2 separate regions of the Hordeum vulgare genome follow, and region 2 is linked to region 1. A link is a contact called in public Hi-C data. All regions are on one chromosome and are shown on one strand. The core of a region is the stretch at or near the end of the contact, and the rest is flanking DNA. Distances in the headings are between cores, read along the strand shown.

The links. A called contact is a pair of places that touch in the nucleus more often than the background predicts.
Region 2: a Hi-C map of leaf shows a contact between it and region 1, with 5 times the contacts expected there. The contact joins the enhancer-like site here to the promoter of LOC123398938 in region 1. A contact is called at or near these places in 2 of 6 Hi-C or Micro-C datasets (leaf and seedling).

Annotation. Positions count from the first base shown.
Region 1 is chr5H:459,964,192-459,969,600 of MorexV3_pseudomolecules_assembly, forward strand. It overlaps LOC123398938 (abscisic acid 8'-hydroxylase 3), which reads right to left and starts at 3,847. Exons shown (of 7, transcript XM_045093381.1): 1 at 3,146-3,847; 2 at 2,906-3,058; 3 at 2,420-2,776; 4 at 2,232-2,310; 5 at 1,962-2,068; 6 at 1,490-1,608; 7 at 713-1,111. The coding sequence starts at 3,685. The coding sequence ends at 946.
Region 2 is chr5H:460,032,073-460,036,961 of MorexV3_pseudomolecules_assembly, forward strand. No RefSeq gene overlaps it. Among protein-coding and RNA genes, the nearest start is that of LOC123398938, 66 kb to the left of the region's middle. Within about 2 kb of position 1,634, at least 2 of the 3 cell types and tissues checked have open chromatin away from gene starts, as enhancers often do. A contact at or near this core is called in leaf and seedling, where this site is marked.

The DNA.
Region 1 (5,409 bases), core at 2,597-5,096:
ATTTCATAAGACTTGACGATCAAGACAAGGACTTCTCTACACCAACGTAGCCGACTAGGTCTCTTGTTATCCAAGGCCTCCGGTGTGTTATATAAGCCGAGGCTAGGCTAGTTGATGGAGATTCATTGGACGTAACGTCTATATCATTAGGGATTAGACCATAACATATGATCTCGAGGTAGATCAACACTGTACTCGATACTCCATCATCAATATAAACAAGAGCATGACATATGGTTTTACCTCCATCAAAAGGGCCCGAGCCTGGGTAAACATCGTCTCCCGTGTCCCCTTGTTACACATCGATTCAAGGTCCACAGTTAGGACCCCCTACCCGAGATCCGCCGGTTTTGACGCCTCGAAGATGGTGCAGTTTACAAGCGGCCTCGGGTGAGGCCTATTTGAAATGCACCCAAACTTTTACCACACCATACACAAGCGATGTAATGCCGACGTGCCAGCTCCCGAGGATTTCCGTTAATGTCATGTTGCCGTCATATGTAAACTGTGTGTCTCGTTGGCCCTCGACCTATGTGGATGTACTCTGCTTATCTATAAGCCGAGTGTTTTCACAGTTGCTCTCGGCTTATCTCTAATAAGTCGGTCCTTAGTAAGTCGTGTTCTCTAAGCCGGGGAAAGCACTCGGTTTGTATATAAGTTGAGTGCAAAGCGGCATTAGCCTAGTGTTTCGAACACTCGGCTTTTTTTTTTATAGTGAATGCAATATATTCTTAAAAAATAAGTGTCATTTTATCTGCATATCAATGACAGTAATCACTGACACATAAGCACTATGGTACATCATCATCATCATCCTAAAAAGTCGTAAAAGTGTTGTTGTTTCTTCTCTAATAATTTACTAGAGAAGAGTTGCAACAACAACAACAAAAACAACAAAAAAGAGAGGACGAAAGGAGTCCTCTAGCTATCTACGTCTACTAATCGTCACACTATCACTTCGTCGTCGTCGTAGTTGTCATCTTCATCAGTCGGGCACCCCTTCCTACCCGCGCAGACGCCGTCATCTCGCCGTACCCTGGCGAGCAGGCCATGGCGGGGAACGGGGAATGGGCTGTACTCGACGTCGTCGCTCGATCCAACAACCTCCCACCTGCAAAAACCAAAGCACCAACAACACACGTCGTCAATCATCACCCCCATCGATCCCCACCTAAATCTAGCACACGTAGTACAGCTCCACAGCTGTCTCCATGGCAGCGATCGAGTGATCAGCGGTAGCACAGCTCATATGCAGGCGCCTCTACTCTACGTGCGAGGCAGGGCGGGCAGCAGCCAATTCCAGAGGACCACCCATGAGCACGTACGACACGATGGGTGCATGGTTGGAGCATGCGTGCCGTGGAACTGGGAGGGTGGCCCAGCGAATTGGCGCCACTGCACCAGCCATAGCCATGGGACGTTCCCTGTCCCCACGGCCAAAGACGGGGATACGGCGAGGATCTGTGTGGAGAGGGAGCCCGGCACGCACCTGTAGCCGGTGACCAGGTGGTGGATGAGCACCAGCATCTCGAGCTTGGCCAGCTCGTTCCCCGGGCACGCGTGCACCCCGCTCCCGAACGGCGTGAAGGTGTTCGGCCGCGGCGCCACCTGCACAACCAGAAGAAAACGAGATGAGATCCCGTAAAAAGCTGGCCGTTTTACTAATCTGGGAAACAAAGCCGGGCTCAAGTATTCTAGATAGGGCAGGCATGCATGCATGCATGCATCATGATTTAATCGTGTTCAACTAGTAAGAGTGTTTGGCACCGTATTCAGCAGGTTATCGCTGCCCGTACTCATGAGTGGACGGTATTGACCGATGAAGGGCGCACAATTTATTGCATCGAAAGGAACAATTTTTCAGTTGCTCCTTTTTTGAAGGCCACGATTTTCAGTTCGGCCAGGCGCACGCATCCACATCACGATTGCATTGCACTCCGGCGAGGGAGACGCGTACGTACCTTGAATCGCGAAGGGTCGAACTTGTGTGGATCCTGGAAGTAGTCCGGGCTGTGATGGATGTTCCTGAAGAGCGGCATCACCTTCCACCCCTTGGGGATAAGAAACCCTGCACGCCAGGCAAAATTTCACGTCAGGTCGCATCATCCTCATCATCGCCGCACCGTCCGGAATTAAGTCCCATGCACGGTAACGCCACGTCTACGCAGCGCCACGTCGACCCTGCAGGCTAGCTGATGTACGTGCACGTGATCTTGCCTAGGCGTACGTACCTTTGTACTCCACGTCGGCCACGGCCTCCCTGAACGTGAAGGAGATGATGCTGGCCATCCTTAGGCTCTCCAAAATCACCTGCGCGTGCGTACGCACGTACGACGGGCAACATCAGCAACCACACACGGCACAAGAAAACATGTAACTGTAAGCTTTGAAGTAAGTACTGGTAGTATATGGCACGCACCCTGTGCGTCAGCGTCATGCTCCTCGTCTGCGCCCATGTCAGCGGCCGCCTCCCGCCGTCGTTGGCCTCGTGGATCGCCGCGTGCTCCGCCCTGACGGCCTCGAGCAGCTTCGGGCGGTCGTGGAGGTACTTGACGATCCAGGTGAGCACGCTGGCCGTCGTGTCCTGCGCCGCGAACAGCACGCCGATGACGTTGTCGGCGACCTGCTCGTCCGTCAGCAGCGCGCCCTCGTCGTCGGCGTCGTCGCCGCCGGCCCGCGACCGCATGAGGCAGCCGAGGAGGTCGTCGCCGTGCTCGCCCCGCTCCCTACGCTCGTGCACGACGTCGCTCAGCACGCCGTTCAGCCGCCGCCTCGCCTGCATGCAGCATGCGGTTTGCGTCACAACGGCATTTATGTCATATTGTTGCCGCCGATATAAAGACGTGCTACTAATACTATACACGACGAACGTGACGAAGGCGCACGGTTTTCATCGGTTGCTTACCTGGATCGCCTTGTAGTATAGCGTCCCGGGGAAGCTGTTGGGGAAGGAGTTGTAGCCTTTCTCCACGACGGCGTAGTTCCGCCTGAGCTCCTCCTTCCGCCGCTCGTCCAGCCGCCCGCCGAAGATCGTCACGATGCCGACGTCGAACGAGAGCTGACGAAAAAAGCAGGCACCGATTAACATCCAACACTCCAAGACAACAACTACACGCGCGCAGCGCAGCTAGCTGCTATAGCTTACCCTCTTCATGGCGTGGAAAGTGCTGGCGACGTCGCCGTCCGCCCAGGCGGCGAGCGTGGAGCGAACGGCGGCCTCGATGTCCGGCACGAGCTTGCGCAGGGCCTCGGGGCCGAGCGGGCCCTGGACGAGCCGGCGGAGGCGGAGGTGGTAGTCGCCCTGGTGGAAGAAGAGCGCCGACGGGCCGATGAGGCGCTCCTTGCTCCGCGGGTACGTCGGCTTGAAGAGGTGGGCCCGCGACACCAGCACGAAGCGCGCCGCCTCCGGGCTCGCCAGCATCACGCACGGGCACCCCAGGAGGTGCGTCTTGAAGATCTCGCCGTACCGCTTCTGCTTGGAGGAGAGGAAGACGCTGGGGTCCTGGGAGTAGAGCTGCAGGGTCTCGCCGACGTAAGGCAGGCCCATGGAGCCGGGGGGCAGCTTGAGGGCGGCCTGCTCATGACGGCCATGAGCGCAGCCCTGGCGCCTCCGCCGGATTGCGTGGTGGGCGTAGGACACGATGGCCACAGAGACGAGGATGCACAGGAGGAGGAAGAAGGCCATCCAATCCAAATGATCCTTGAGAAGGATCACTCAGACCAGCGAGGTGCTCCGAGCTTGCTGCTGTGTGCTTGTGTTGTGTCTACAAATCTGCGCTGCTGGCAGAGGAGATCGAGAGGTCGAGGAGAGTGAGGAGAAAAATCTTCGGTGGATCTTTCGAATGGTGGAGGGGGTGGGAAGGCCTCGCCGCGGTATTTATAGATGGGGCCGGAAAGCGAGAGGCCAATTTGGAGGCTCTTGGGCTGCTGGGCTGGCAACTCTTGGTGTGAAATGTCAAAGTGAAGAGGACAAGTTTTCTTCTTATTATCGCCGAAATTATATCGAGCGCAAGAAGGGAACCACGGCTTTCATGTGGTGAAACCCAAAGTCAAGTTGCATTGCAAGTTCAGCACCGGCAAAGGAAAAACAGGTTGCCTCCACTCCGTTCATGCTTAAAAACCTACATGTTACCCAAGCCAACGGCGACCTTTAGACCAAGCTCGCACTTTAGCAAACACGAGTAATCAGGGAACAACTACTATCAAAATGTGAGCATGGGACACGCACGCACATCATTTGACTCATCACTTTAACATGTGTCGAAGTGCCTTCGATCTTTAAAAAGATTAACATGTAAAGGATGAGTATACGGTGACTAAACATGTAAGTAGGGAGTAGAAATTTCACATGAAATTTGTGTTTTTCAATCTTGCACTTCTTCACATACAGAAGGAGAAAATTCTCCATTGCATAGGGAATTGAAAGTAGCTCAGAAGGTTAGTTCCTTGTGATGGAACCAACCCATCAAGGTTGAAATCTTAGACTTGCCATTGATGCTCATTTTTTTTAATATAATTCAGACTTTTCGACAATGTTCGCTCAGTGCGAGGAGAGATTCCTCGTCGACCATGAGACGTTTGTGGTGGCTTCTTCAATCCATGAATGCGTGCATTTATATGAATGAGTGTATGTACGTTTATATAAGCATCTGCATTGCACCGTGTTAGTAAAAATTCCATTGCATGTGATTTTTATTTGAAATTGGAATGTACTGTAGACAGATGTTATCTATTCTGCCCGTGTTTTTCCAACCTGTTTTTTCCTATTTTAGTATTTATCTACCTTTTTAGGAAAAACTGTACATCATGTATTCCCATAAGCACATCATAACGCAGTTCAATAACCGCAAAGCTCCATGTCATCCATATACAAATACGGTAGCTTGGGAACAAGGAATAGGAGTTGTGCAAGTAGAACATCAAAAGGTTGTCTCAAGCATCTTAAGAACATATTCTTCGGAGCAAGTGTACACATGCAATGCACATAGTCCATGTGAATTTTTAGTTTGCTAACCACATGTCCCATGTGGTAATGCACATAGTCCATGAGAAGTATACCAACAAATGTAAAATTTGACATATAAATCAAATTGACCCTCTTGAAATATCTCTCTCTCTCATAAACCACCAAGAGAAAAATAGACTGAACACTAAGCATAGGGTGAATCTTGAACCATAAGCATACAACGAAGAGGCAAGTATGTGGGTATTAATTAGTTGACGTAAAATTAAGTGGTAATTTTACCAAACTTGAGTTGTGGTCAGTAGCTAAAAGTATCTTGGACAGATCAAATCAAACAACCGTATTAGCTTGTACTATTAGTATTACTGAAAATGAAATATTTTCTTCGGTCCGTATTAATTATTGTTGAGTTAGCACAACTTTGTTCTAAATATTTTTAGATCGGA
Region 2 (4,889 bases), core at 384-2,883, 66 kb after region 1:
TTATTCCGTCCAAAAATAGATGTATTACATTTAACATTATAATTGACATTTATTAAAATTAATGCCGCATAATGACAAAACAATTAGGTATTGCACTTTTTTCTAGCTCGGTGCAACGCACGGGCATTTGTACTAGTGGGATTCTTAAGTCAAATGGAACCTGTTTAATTCCAGATACTTCTGTTGAACTTGTGCGCATTGAATTGAATTCAAATAGGAGCAGGTGTGGTGTTTCCAGATTTCTCGTGCACATTTGACCGAAAAGCTGGGCCGGCCAATTGCCTAGTTCCATGCATACTGCTTCGAGACAAGAGAACATAGAGTTAGGTAACATAGTTCGCTGACTCACAGATTTGTTTAATTTGCTACGTAGGACGTGAGATGGTCGTTGTTACCCTTAAACTTGTGGTACTGGTATGTGGCGCCAGCACGTAGTTTTCTTCCTATCCTGTAGGGAAGAGATTAAAGCATGCCCTGCATTTTCTGTATTCCTGCATGTTTCTTCAGTTCATTCGTACGTGTCTCCTGCATCACCACATGAACAAATGGCTCCTGATTTTCTTTTATTCCGAAGAACGGCATGTTGGTCTATCCAGTAACAAGGCTGTTCGTTATGAAACCTGCAAGCAAGTTTGGTTGGTCCAAATATATTGCTCCATAATAGCACAAAAATGTTGAAAGGAACTGCTCGCTTTGATTGTGAAAAGCGAAGGATGTGGGGAAGGGGATTGCACAGTGGCGTTAATCAGAGCAACACAGCTTGCAAAAATCCAACTATAGGCGCAAAGTCGATCGTACGGTTGATGAATTCTAGATCATTCTCGTCGGAAGGCTATGGTCGAGTCATCCTCAAGACTTTGAGACGCGTCCTTGTGATTTCTGGAACTTGCAGTACGAACTGAGCGAGATGGGTCTCGGAGACTCGGATCCATGCGTACACGTATTCCATGTCGACCGAGATGGAGAAGGAAGCAACCAAACCAAACCCATTGTTGACCGGAACATGAGCGGTGCTCTCTTTCTCCGGAAGGCTCAGTGCACAGGACCTGAGATTTGGACGCGGTACGGGGCGTGATCCGCCGTGCCGCCTCAGCGCGAGCTCGGCCCGTGCTGGCCCTTTCAGGCGGTTATTAGGCTTGTACTGGCCACCCTGTAGCGCGATGGCAGTGACGGCCCTGATCAGTGGTTCCCTTCCCCGCCGGTGCACAGCCGCCGTCGCTGTCGCCGAGATCCGCCCGGTCGGACCGTTTCAGTCTGCTCGGCTGCTCTAGAACCGGCTGTCCTTGCTTCCAATGATCTGTGCGCGTCAGTATTGATTGTCCGCGGATTGCGCGGCCGGCGTGGGGTCTCGCGCAGCCACACGCCGCGGCGCGCCCCCGGCGGACGCCCTGGACGGCATGGCACCGCCGGTTCGGCGACCAACCAAACCAGCCCTGAGCACGTGAAGGACGGCGACCACGCCAGAAGCCGCGCGCGCGTCGCCATCGGACGCTGCATGCATGGCGATCGCGCGCCGACAGAAACGAGCGTTATCCCGGGTGCAACTTGCATGCCGCGCGGGGCCGAGCGGGGAGCGTAGCGGCGGCGGCGGCGCTACGGTCCACCGACCGGGTCGTGGGTCGCGTCGCCTAGCGCCGCGGACGGGCTGGCCCAGGGGAACCGCGCCGATCGGTGTCGGTGGCCGGAACGCCGGGCGGGCCTGTCCCGTCGCCGTCAGCGTACGTGTTCCCTACTTCCTGTGGCGCAGGCCGTGCCTGTCAGGCCACATATAGGGCTCCGAAAATATGGCTGTTTTCCCCGCGGGTTGTGCTCGTCAGGTGATATGGCCCGATGCAAGTTGCCAATGGCACGATAGAGATCGGACGGATTACGGTTCGTGCTTGTGATCAATCATGCACCGACTTTTATCCAAGTTGGTACGGCTGATCGGTATAGCAATCGCGCGGGATGGTTGGCATGTACAATGGTTTTTTAAGAGTATAATCGAAATTGCTCACGTACACAAGTATACACTCACCTCTATGAATGCACGCAGGTGCATCCTACCTCTATGAACATCTTTGAAAGACTGAGCTGGCACATCATCGACGCCTTCGTAGTCGAGGTGAACGTCTCCTCCCACTGAACGCACATCACCGGAAGGCTTGAAATAAATCTAGGAAAATGCAATCATCAATGTCAAATCTGGGATTTTAAACTCTAGCGGACACAGGATACCACACTCCTCCCAACCATCTAACCGCGGGTTGGTTTGTGGCATGTACAGTGGTTGATAAGATAGTCTTATCTTAAGTTTTATGTATAACGTAAAGATGATTAAAAAATATGTCTACAATGAGTCATCTCTTAGGCTTATGTGCAATAACTATGTATTTTTAAAAACATGATGAGACATATTATGTTAAGAAATTGTCTCTTATCTTCTCTTAAATAAGAGAAGACAAATCTTTTCTTATGATTTCTCTCTCTTCCACCTCGACATTTTTAAGATAGAACCATTGTACATGCCCTAGCGAGCCTCTCTCAGCACTCATCCCGCTAAGATTTTTGGTTCAGATCGACTTCACTGCGTGGTGCTTACTTTAGAGGGTGTTCATTGTTTAATAAGAGTATCTGCAACTAACGTTTTCCTCGAAGCTTTTTCTAGGGTTTCTGAGCGGATAAGGCAGCACGCGGGCGATTGCGATCTCCTGCGCCGCAAAGTTAGGGTCTCATGATAGGTAGATCTGCTTAGGGTGATCAAGGGGAGACCTTATGTATTTGCCCACCCTTCGCAGCGCCAGTAGACAAGTGCCTGGGAAGCAAGGAGGGGACAGTGGAAGAGATGATGAAAAGATTCGAATTGACACAAAATGGAAGTGAAGTTGGTGATCGATGAAGAGGTGAATGGAAGTGAAGAAAACGCTTCGGGCTCGTGTGCAAGGTTCTGTTTCGTAGAGTGTTGCATGTGAGTACCATCTCGGATGCACTTCGTCCGACGTGGGGTAGTTCAAAGGGCTTTTGTTTTTTATCGCGGGGAGATAATGTGTTAGTGGAAAGCTTTGGGATCAAAGGAATAGATACCGGCTCTTTGCCGGTGGCCCTTGGGCAGTAGGCAAAAATGAGTTGTGCTAGAGATTTGTAACACCCGATCACGCCCTGACCTAAATATTTGGCCCCCAAGAGGATGAATATTCGGGTGCGGGTGGTTAACCTACCGTACAATTGGATGCAGATGCTCGTGGTTTTGCATGGGGCGAGCGCTTGAGAATTACGGTTGGGATAAATGTTAAAGAGCCACCTGTTGGGAGTGCCATAAGATAGTTCTAATACAAAGGAGGTGCGGTTCTTGATATACAATATGGAAACCTCTACAACTTCTCTTTTTCATGTGGGAAGTTGGGACGTGCTAAATTGTTGTGCACAATACCGGTTGGGAGCAATGAGTTTTGAAACCACCTTATCCCGAGTCTTTGAGGTACATGGCCTAAGGCCCTGTTTGGTTCCAAATAAGTCACCAACTTATAAGTTGAAAAGTACAAAAAGTGACTTATTTTATCAAACGGACCCAACTTATAAGTCACCCCAACTTATAAGTCATAAGTTGCTTCACCCCAACTTAAAACTTATAAGTCATCCACTTTTGCATGGGAAGGTGTAGTCAAGTGACTTATAAATCAGATGACAACCAAACAGGCGTGACTTATAAGTCACTGGTTTTAAGTCGCCTGACTTATTGAAACCAAACAGGCCCTAAGAGCAACTCTAGTAGATCCCGCATCTCGTCCCGGCCCGTACAATAACCGTGAAAATGCGGATCGGGTGGAAAAACCAGCCCGGTCAGACCCCGCATCCCGCCCCGGCCCGCAAAAAATTTTAGGGGGCGCGGCAAAATCCCGACCCCAACCCGGGAAAAAGCGGGTTTCCCCCTCGCGGCTGCAGTGCGCTGCATATAAGCGGAAGCGGTTGGTGGGGGGACATTTCATGTTGGAAATATGCCCTAGAGGCAATAATAAAATGATTATTATCATATTTCCTTGTTCATGATAATCGTCTATTGTTCATGCTATAATTGTATTAACAGGAAACGATAATACATGTGTGAATAAATAGATCACAATGTGTCCCTAGCAAGCCTCTAGTTGGCTAGCTCGTTGATCAATAGATGATCATGGTTTCCTGATCATGGGCATTATATGTCATTGATAACGGGATCACATCATTGGGAGAATGATGTGATGGACAAGACCCAATCCTAAGCATAGCACTAGATCGTATTGTTCGTATGCTAAAGCTTTTCTAATGTCAAGTGTCTTTTCCTTCAACCGTGAGATTGTGCAACTCCCGGATACCGTAGGAGTGCTTTGGGTGTATCAAACGTCACAACGTAACTGGGTGACTATAAAGGTGCACTACGGGTACCTCTGAAAGTGTCTGTTGGGTTGGCACAAATCGAGATCGGGATTTGTCACTCCGCGTGACGGAGAGGTATCTCTGGGCCCACTCGGTAGAACATCATCATGAGCTCAATGTGACTAAGGAGTTAGTCACACGATGACGTGCTACGGAACGAGTAAAGAGACTTACCGGTAACGAGATTGAACAAGGTATAGGTATACCGACGATCGAATCTCGGGCAAGTTCTATACCGACAGACAAAGGGAATTGTATACGGGATTGATTGAATCCTTGACATCGTGGTTCATCCGATAAGATAATCGTGGAGCAAGTGGGAGCCACCACGGGTATCCAGACCCCGCTGATGGTTATTGGCCGGAGAGGTGTCTCGGTCATGACGCTAGGGTTATAGGGAATTGTTATACTAGGTTACCGAAAGTTGTTCGGAGTCCCGGATGAGATCCCGGATGTCACGAGGAGCTCCGGAATGGTCCGGAGGTAAAGATTGATAT